3 separate regions of the Zea mays genome follow, and all the other regions are linked to region 2. The links are chromatin contacts, called in public Hi-C maps. All regions are on one chromosome and are shown on one strand. The core of a region is the stretch at or near the end of the contact, and the rest is flanking DNA. Distances in the headings are between cores, read along the strand shown. Region 1 holds the start of LOC103633224 (Polynucleotidyl transferase ribonuclease H fold protein with HRDC domain). Region 2 holds the start of LOC100274659. Region 3 holds the start of LOC100284505 (ATP synthase chloroplast subunit2).

The links. Hi-C and Micro-C count contacts between places; a contact is called where the count stands out from the background.
Region 1: a Hi-C map of an unstated tissue shows a contact between it and region 2, with 4 times the contacts expected there. The contact joins the promoter of LOC103633224 here to the promoter of LOC100274659 in region 2. A contact is called at or near these places in 5 of 25 Hi-C or Micro-C datasets (ear, leaf and an unstated tissue).
Region 3: a contact with region 2 is called in a Hi-C map of ear, with 4 times the contacts expected there. The contact joins the promoter of LOC100284505 here to the promoter of LOC100274659 in region 2. A contact is called at or near these places in 8 of 25 Hi-C or Micro-C datasets (bundle sheath, ear, leaf and 2 more) and 1 of 3 datasets of contacts at active chromatin or transcription factors (seedling).

Annotation. Positions count from the first base shown.
Region 1 is chr7:161,858,162-161,860,861 of Zm-B73-REFERENCE-NAM-5.0, reverse strand. It overlaps LOC103633224 (Polynucleotidyl transferase ribonuclease H fold protein with HRDC domain), which reads left to right and starts at 1,269. Exons shown (of 12, transcript NM_001351852.1): 1 at 1,269-1,578; 2 at 2,360-2,601; 3 at 2,689-2,700. The coding sequence starts at 1,281.
Region 2 is chr7:162,183,777-162,186,476 of Zm-B73-REFERENCE-NAM-5.0, reverse strand. LOC100274659 reads right to left here and starts at 1,369. Exons shown (of 1, transcript NM_001148984.1): 1 at 665-1,369. The coding sequence starts at 1,236. The coding sequence ends at 880.
Region 3 is chr7:161,836,430-161,839,129 of Zm-B73-REFERENCE-NAM-5.0, reverse strand. LOC100284505 (ATP synthase chloroplast subunit2) reads left to right here and starts at 1,287. Exons shown (of 1, transcript NM_001157400.2): 1 at 1,287-2,609. The coding sequence starts at 1,330. The coding sequence ends at 2,409. LOC103633224 (Polynucleotidyl transferase ribonuclease H fold protein with HRDC domain) reads left to right here. Exons shown (of 12, transcript NM_001351852.1): 11 at 1-216; 12 at 450-744. The coding sequence ends at 528. It also overlaps LOC109461486.

The sequences.
Region 1 (2,700 bases), core at 20-2,519, 330 kb after region 2:
TCACTCTCCATCTACGAGAAGACGACGATGCAGAGCGCCCAGATGTCGAAGAAGTCAAACCAAACGGAGGCAGGCAGTGGAGGTGGATGTGCGCGTCTGGACTGGAGTGGCGGAGTCGGCGTGCGATGGAGGAGGCGGAGGCGACAGACAGATTCAAGTCCAGATCGCTTCTCTTACCAGAGCCACCTCCTCAGCAGGCCGCAGCTACTCCACGGTGACGGCCGCCATGAGAGCCCTCCTCTCCCTCTCCCGTCTCGCCCGACGGCTTCCAGCTTCTCTCAGCCCTGTAAGGGCGCCGACAACATTACTCCTCCGGCACATCCATGCGGACGCCCCTCCGCCACCGCCATCTCATGACTCGACGCCCTTCGTCTCCCGCATCCTCGAATCGGAGTCGTGCCTGACCCCGAACGACGAGTCGGAGCCGGCATCTGATCTGACCCGCGACGAGTTCCTCGCGCGCTTCGTGGCTGCCTTCCGCCCGCAACTGGCGGCTGCCTTCCCCAACCATTACCGTGACGTGCTCGACGAGATGCTCCGCCTCGTCGCGGACGCCGTGCTGTGCCGCATCACCGGGACCGACCGGGGGGGGGGGGGGGGCGCGGCGGTTCGGTGCTAGGCTCCGGCGCGGACAAAGGGCTGCGGCGCGCGGGTGGGTGCGGATTTCGCGGCGGCTGCGGCGTTGCGGCAGCAGAGGTCGGCGGGGCGTGCGGGAGCGGGGGTGTCGTTGGGCAAGGAGCGGGGGCAGTCTACAGATGAGTCTTAATAGTTGTAGAGATATATATAATACAAATACATTAATTATTGTATGAATCAACTAAAAGAGTAAAATAAATTTTATTTTGGAATGGAGGGAGTATATGTCTGATTGTTCATCTCTTTAGAAACTGTTTGTGTAAATATATAAATCTAACTCTAGATATTGCAAGAAACATATTAACTTTTGCCATAACTCACTTAACTCTATTTTAGATAAGCCTATACGTTCCGGAATCTACTCAACGGTTCTATGTTTTCTAAAAATATATTATTTACAACAAATACAAATACTTTGATTATATACAGCATAACATCTTTAATAGTAATAAAAATATTCTCGACGCACGCGCGCCAGTTACTAGTAATAAAAATATTATATGAAAACGAAAACCAGACATCATCACCTATTCATCTGGACCGATCCTCGTGCTGTCCGAAGTCAAACGGTCCAAATCGAGGCACACCTTTTCTTCTCCCTCCCGTCACCGTCGCACTGCCTCTGCCTGCGTCGCGATCGCGACATGCCCGGCGCCGCCACCCTCAGATCGCGCGTGGCCGTCGCGGCCGCCGCGTGCCTTGCGGTCTTCGCAGCGGTGGCGCTGCTCCACCGCAAGCGCCGCTGGAACCGGGCGCCCTCCTCGTCTCGTCGCCTCGGGGTCGGGGGACGCCCACGCCGCGCTTGCGAGGAGGAGGAGAAGCCGCAGGACCGGTTCAAGCGCGTCCTCGCGGACAACTCCTACTCCCCGTTCAAACACCCGCGCCGCAAGAGTGCTCAGTTGGGAAGTGCAGAAGGCGAGGCACCCCTGCCACCGCCTCAAGGTGCGCGTACTCCTGGAATCCTGCTCCTGCTTGTGAGGATCTCAGCATTGCCATCCTACCCGTATGGTTTTTACTTGTTTTTAGGAATTTCACGGGATCCCTGGTACATTTTCTGTCTGAGGAATTTTATCGAACACCTGAGGGCAAAGGTGCGCCGAGTTTGACTAGGAAATCAGATTCATATTCTGGTACCCTTGCTTGGAGAATTTAAGTCCAGTCGCTGCTTTGTGCATTCATGTAAAACGTTGTTCTACTGAGTGCTTCTGTTAGTTCATATTACTCTAGTGATGCACGTAGTGTAATAATAGCATAGTGTTACAAGCTTTCAGAAGAGATCCAGGCCATGTTCTTAACCAAACAATAGATTATTGCTGGTACCATTTGGAACAGCAATCACTTGTCATGTTCTGGTTCTGGAACTGTAATTCTCAAGTAGCTTTAATATTTGTACTGTAACTGCTGACTATTTTACTCGAGGGAGTCAAGCTGTTATTATGAATTAGTAAAGAGGATGTAGGCCTGGTGCAGTGTGGAGACTCGAGAGAAGTCTCATTGAGTCACTAGGTCCGTTTTAGTAAAGGGATGCAGAGATCTTAAAGGGAATGGTTAAGTAGTTGCTATCATTTTACTCGAGGAAGTCAAGCTGGATGGTTGGTTGCATAAATTTTGCTGTAAGACACATTTTGCATATCTAGCATATATACTATTGATTGTTCATAGGACCATATCCCAAATGGTCCATTCTTTTAATTGTTGTGACATTCCATTTTAATTGATACAGAATTGTCACAAAAAGGTCATCCATTTGAGGAGGAAATCACATCTTTGCTAAAGAACCCCCCTGGTTTTCATAGCTTTATGCTGTGTGACCAGTGCCCAGAAATGAGTGCTACATATAATTGGGTTCATACAGAAACTCAACTGGAACATTTGGCGAGATTATTGGGTGAGGAAAGAGCTTTTGCTGTTGATACAGAGCAACATAGCATTCGATCTTTCCTAGGATATACTGCACTAATGCAGGTAATTTACTGGTAGAGGCACGTGCACCCTCAACATTCAATTCTTTATAAGCTTATTATATTTTAATATAGAATTATTCTGTTTTAGATCTCTACCCAG
Region 2 (2,700 bases), core at 120-2,619:
GAAATGGTCAGAATTCACGATGGAGTAAAAAAAGGTTTTTCTGGTGTGCTCATTTTTACCCTTAGTTGTGTTTTTTTTTTTTTGCTCAGTTTTGCCTTTTTCAGTGCTATAGAACAGAAGGGTAAAACTGAGCAAAAAACACAACTAAGGGTAAAAATGAGGACAACAGCAAAACCGAGGGCACCACCATAAAAACACCAAAAAAAAAAAGAATGAGAGCAGCTGAGGAATGGATGTTCACCATCTCAATCACTCTGACCTCGAGCGCCTCCAATGTCTACATAATGGTATGTCCAATGTCTACATAATGGTATGAACAGAGGAGGCACAAGGCATCAGAACAGACAACAGGGATTCTATTGTACTGCATGTCAATATTCCTGCTTCATCTTCATCCATGATCTGATGATCATAAGTGGATTAAGAGCAGTAGAGCACTACTAAACGAAACAGCACAGTACAGATTTAGCGACACGATTCAGAAACCCTCCACTTCAAAAGCAGTTCAACCAAGCTGAAATGAGCTAAAATTACTAACAAAGTACAAGCTCCGATGGTAATCTGTACTCCATAGTTCCACAATCCAATGTCCAAAGCAAAAACAGGTAAGCAGAGATGTATCTACTCAACAAAAAAAAAGATAAATAACTCTTCATAGCTTATATGTCTATCAATATACTTTATTAAGATAGATTGGTCTCCTGATCCAAGACCTAACAAATGTACACCCTATCTGGTATCTAATGCTATGCTACTAGTATGAATATGGCAACAAATGGCTAAGCCACGCATGCATGGATTGACGGAGGTGCTAAATAACTAAAACAGCAAGTAATATCAAGTAACATGATCTGATCGTCAATCAGACCATGGTCCGTCTCACTCGGGTATGGTCTGCAGCGACGGCCGCCACTGCCCCTCCTCCCTGTGCCGGAAGTTGGAGCTAGTGCTGGCCACGCACAGGAGCTCCGAGATGACGTCCTGGACGGGCACTCCGCAGCCACCGCCGTGCTTGCCGTCCTCTACGCGCCGCAGCAGCTCCTCCAGCTGCTTCCTAGTGATCCTGATCTTCACCTCCGTGGCCGCCGCCGGCGCGTGGCCGGCGCCCTCGCCCTCGCCCTTGCACGCCTCCTCCCTCCTGTCCTCCACCCACACGGGGTTCGTCCTGGCGTAATGCACGGAGCCCGCACTGCCGCTGCCACCGCGACGAGGCCTCTCGAGACAGCAGTTTCCCATCGATCGGGTTCCCCCTGGTGGGCACGGCACGGGAACTGGATACGGATCGGCTGCTGCTGGAGGCGAAGGACGAGCGAGTTTCGTCCGTGTGCAGTGTGGCCGAAATGATTGGTGCGTGGAAGAAACCGCAGATCGTTTACGAGGGCGGCCGTGGTGGAGTAGTTATAGGCGCGGCGGGCAGAGACGGGAGGGGAGGGGCCGAAGGAACGAGGAGGAGGAGGACGGGACAGGGGGAGCCGGGAGCAGATGCGCGTCCGGGACACGTGGATGGCCGTGATCGGGGTCGCGGATGACGGGCCCGTGGGCGGGCCGACCACGTCGCCGCGCTGGCTCGTCGTTGGGTGTGGGATGGGCTCGATCGGGCTCTGGCGGTGCCGCAAAGTGTGAAACGGGGGGAAAGGGGGATCGTGTTTAAAAGCAAAGTGGGACCTTGTAAACGTGCCTGCCGTTGGCGACGACAGCGCTTTGTATTTGCAGTAGTTTTTTTTCCCCTGTGAACAAATATTTATTGGACGGTTTGTACTTCTTTACTTTGTACGTTTCTGAGCTGCTGTTATGCACGCCAGTATGCCACGACCACTTGGTTTTCTTAACTGTGCGATGCCCCACGTGGCATTGGCAGCTAGCTTGTACGACTTGCATGCGCTCGAGAAAAAATATCTATATGCTTGTGTAGCTTACTAAAAGAGTAGCGCAGCTTGCTAATCATGCTAGCTAGTGTTGTACAACAGAGAAAAAATATCTACATGCCTTGATGTCTTCAATCTCACTAGCTTCATCATCATCATGAACACGAGACAACAGAGAAGGAACGCTAGTTCAATCAGTTCAAGTCCTTAGCCATATTTCTTCACTCCAGAGTTAATCTGACCTTACGGGCAACAGTTCATCATCGGTATGTTTGTTTGCATACCTATCGTGCCAAGCATTGACACACGTTTTCTACCATACTTGTCTAAGGTTATGGACATGTTTGTTTTCCTACCTAAGGTGCTATAATATGTCTGAGCTAGTTGCTTAATAAAAAATTAACCTTAGATAGAAAAGTTAGACACGTTGTGGTATTTTAGGCAGCAAATCAAACAACCCATAGGTGTTCAAATTCCGCGTCAGACCATGGTGTGACTAAGAGAATTTTGTCACACTTTTTATGAGTCATTGATGACCGGAACCTACGCATCAGTAGAAAAATCATGTTACAACCGCGGCTACAAACCAAAAGCACGCCTAACTCTATCAAACCTGGCTAGCCTTAGGCTTGAAAAATTATGGCAAGCGAGGTAGCGAAACAAACAGGCTAAAATTTCGCCTGCAGCGCCACAGTAGTTTTAGATCTTTTTATTATCTTTGCTGGTCTCTCTACGTACTATAGTCTATAGTATAGTCTGGAAAACTATAAAGTCAATTCGCAGATGCTAATACATTTTAAGTTCAGCGACAATGCGGAGTTTTACCATCCCTTTT
Region 3 (2,700 bases), core at 38-2,537, 350 kb after region 2:
ACAATCCATATGTGACAATTCTAGTCAGGTCATTTCCAAGAATGCTGAGAAGATATCCCTGTTGGGTCATGGGCATCATGGTAAACAAGTTGTGGAACTTTTGTTTTCTAATGGTGGAGAGGAATTTGTTAACCAGTTTTGCCAAAGGTGGAGGCAGATCTTTGTTGAAGCTGTTCACCCCCGTTATTTACCTTCTGGCTGGAATATTAACCACAGGTTGTTTGCCTTTCATATATATCTTCTCTTGTGCGCTATGCATGCTGATTAGTTGCATAATTGCCTGAACTTCCTGGTGCTTAGAATTGGCCAAGCTGTAGCGAATATCGAAGTTATAGCCATGTACCAGTGACCTTAAAAGATCTTTCTATTTGTCGTAATGTCTTTTTGTCCAGATTTCCTTTCATCACCAGATATTTACTGTTATCTGTATGACCTCTTGTGTGGTTCAGTGGACGGCGGGATTTTGGTGACTTCAGTGTCTACAAGCCACCAAGGAAAGATCCTCAATCTGCAACTGCAAGGGATTAGGCTTACGCGGGTGTCATGCTGTCGTTGGTACCCTGAGGTTCAACTTACTTTCCAGAATTGGTTCCATTCCCTTAAACTTGATCTTGTTGTACTTGTTCCATTCCCTTAAACCTGATATTGTTGTACTTGTATGTATCTCAATCTGTGTGTTTGTTCGAGTACCTTGAAATACCAATTTCATCTCCTATGTATTTCTTTGAGATGAACTTTGCATCAGTTTTGTTGAGCCGTTTTTTTATACGTGAGGATTTAGAGTACTAACAATTTAAGTCCAAGAAAAATCAACAGTGAAGTTCAACTCAGCAGATTAAATCTTCAAAGTGCCGTTTTTAACTGGGAGTTGAGCTCAAATTGGTTTCTTCGGGACAGGCTTGAAACTTGTTGCGTTTGGAACACAGAAACTATTCAGGATTTCACTGGAAACGATTTGATTCCTGTAGAGATGGGCCAAAGCTCCTCCAAATTGTGATCGTAGGGAGTATCTGCTATTTTACCGTGGGATATCCTGGGCAGGATCCCAGTTTCCCCAGAGCATTATTTTGTTTTCCATTCCTGACAAGCAAAAATGGACTGCGGAGAGCGTCATATTGCAAAGCGGTGCAGCCAGCTCGGCAGATCCACATGATCCTCCCCATCTCGCCATCACTGCCCCTCCACCACTCAGCTCGGCTTGAATACCCCACCGTGCACACCTCTCCACCCAAACCCAATCCATCCAAACCCATTTCCCTCGCTCCCATCCCGTCCCGCCCCTTGTCTCTTCCGCTTCCCCCCGACCCCGCGCGCCGCGGACCAGCAGCCATGTCGTGCTCCCACCTCTCCACCGCCTGGTCCTCCTCGGCGCTCGCCAGCAGCGCCTCCACCACCCGACGGCGCTCCCCCCCGCGCTCGGGTCTCCTGGTGCGGTGTTCCCTCCGTGAGCTCCGCACCCGCATCGACTCCGTCAGGAACACGCAGAAGATCACGGAGGCCATGAAGCTGGTGGCCGCCGCCAAGGTCCGGCGCGCGCAGGAGGCCGTCGTCTCCTCTCGCCCTTTCTCGGAGGCGCTGGTGGAGGTGCTCTACAACATGAACCAGGAGATCCAGACGGAGGACATCGACCTGCCCCTCACCCGCACCCGCCCCGTCAAGAAGGTGGCCCTCGTGGTCCTGACCGGCGAGCGCGGCCTCTGCGGGAGCTTCAACAACAACGTGCTCAAGAAGGCGGAAACCCGCATCGATGAGCTCAAGCAGCTGGGCCTCCAGTACACCGTCGTCAGCGTGGGGAAGAAGGGCAACGCCTACTTCCAGCGCCGCCCCTACATCCCGTTGGAGCGCGATCTAGAGGTGAGCAGCGTGCCCACCGTCAAGGACTCGCAGGCCATCTGCGACCTCGTCTACTCGCTCTTCGTCTCCGAGGAGGTGGACAAGGTGGAGCTGCTCTACTCCAAGTTCGTGTCGCTGGTGCGCTCCGACCCCATCATCCAGACGCTGCTCCCCATGTCGCCCAAGGGCGAGATCTGCGACGTCAACGGCGTCTGCGTGGACGCCACCGAGGACGAGCTCTTCCGCCTCACCACCAAGGAGGGGAAGCTCACCGTGGAGCGCGAGAAGGTGAAGATCGAGACGCAGCCCTTCTCCCCCGTGGTGCAGTTCGAGCAGGACCCCGTGCAGATCCTGGACGCGCTGCTCCCGCTCTACCTCAACAGCCAGATCCTCCGTGCCCTGCAGGAGTCGCTCGCCAGCGAGCTCGCCGCCCGGATGAGCGCCATGAGCAGCGCCACCGACAACGCCATCGAGCTCCGCAAGAACCTCTCCATCGCCTACAACCGACAGCGCCAGGCCAAGATCACCGGGGAGATCCTCGAGATCGTCGCCGGTGCCGACGCCCTCGCTGGCTGAGCCTGAGTCCCCTTGGTGGTGCGGTGCTCCTGCTATATATAATTCTTTTTCCTCATTTTCTCCACTCTGCCTGTAATTCCTGATAATAGCACAAACGCAACGGAGTTCTGTGTTCCTTGCGACACACAAGAATTTCAATCCAGAGATGCCAAAATGTATAATCTTGCCGCAACTGAGACGTCGAAGCTCAGTGTATTTTTATGCCCAAGTCTTCCAAATGTTTGGCACGAATCAGCTACGGCTCGGCATCCTGCGGCATGCACCAAACACCCTACCTAGTACATGAGTAAA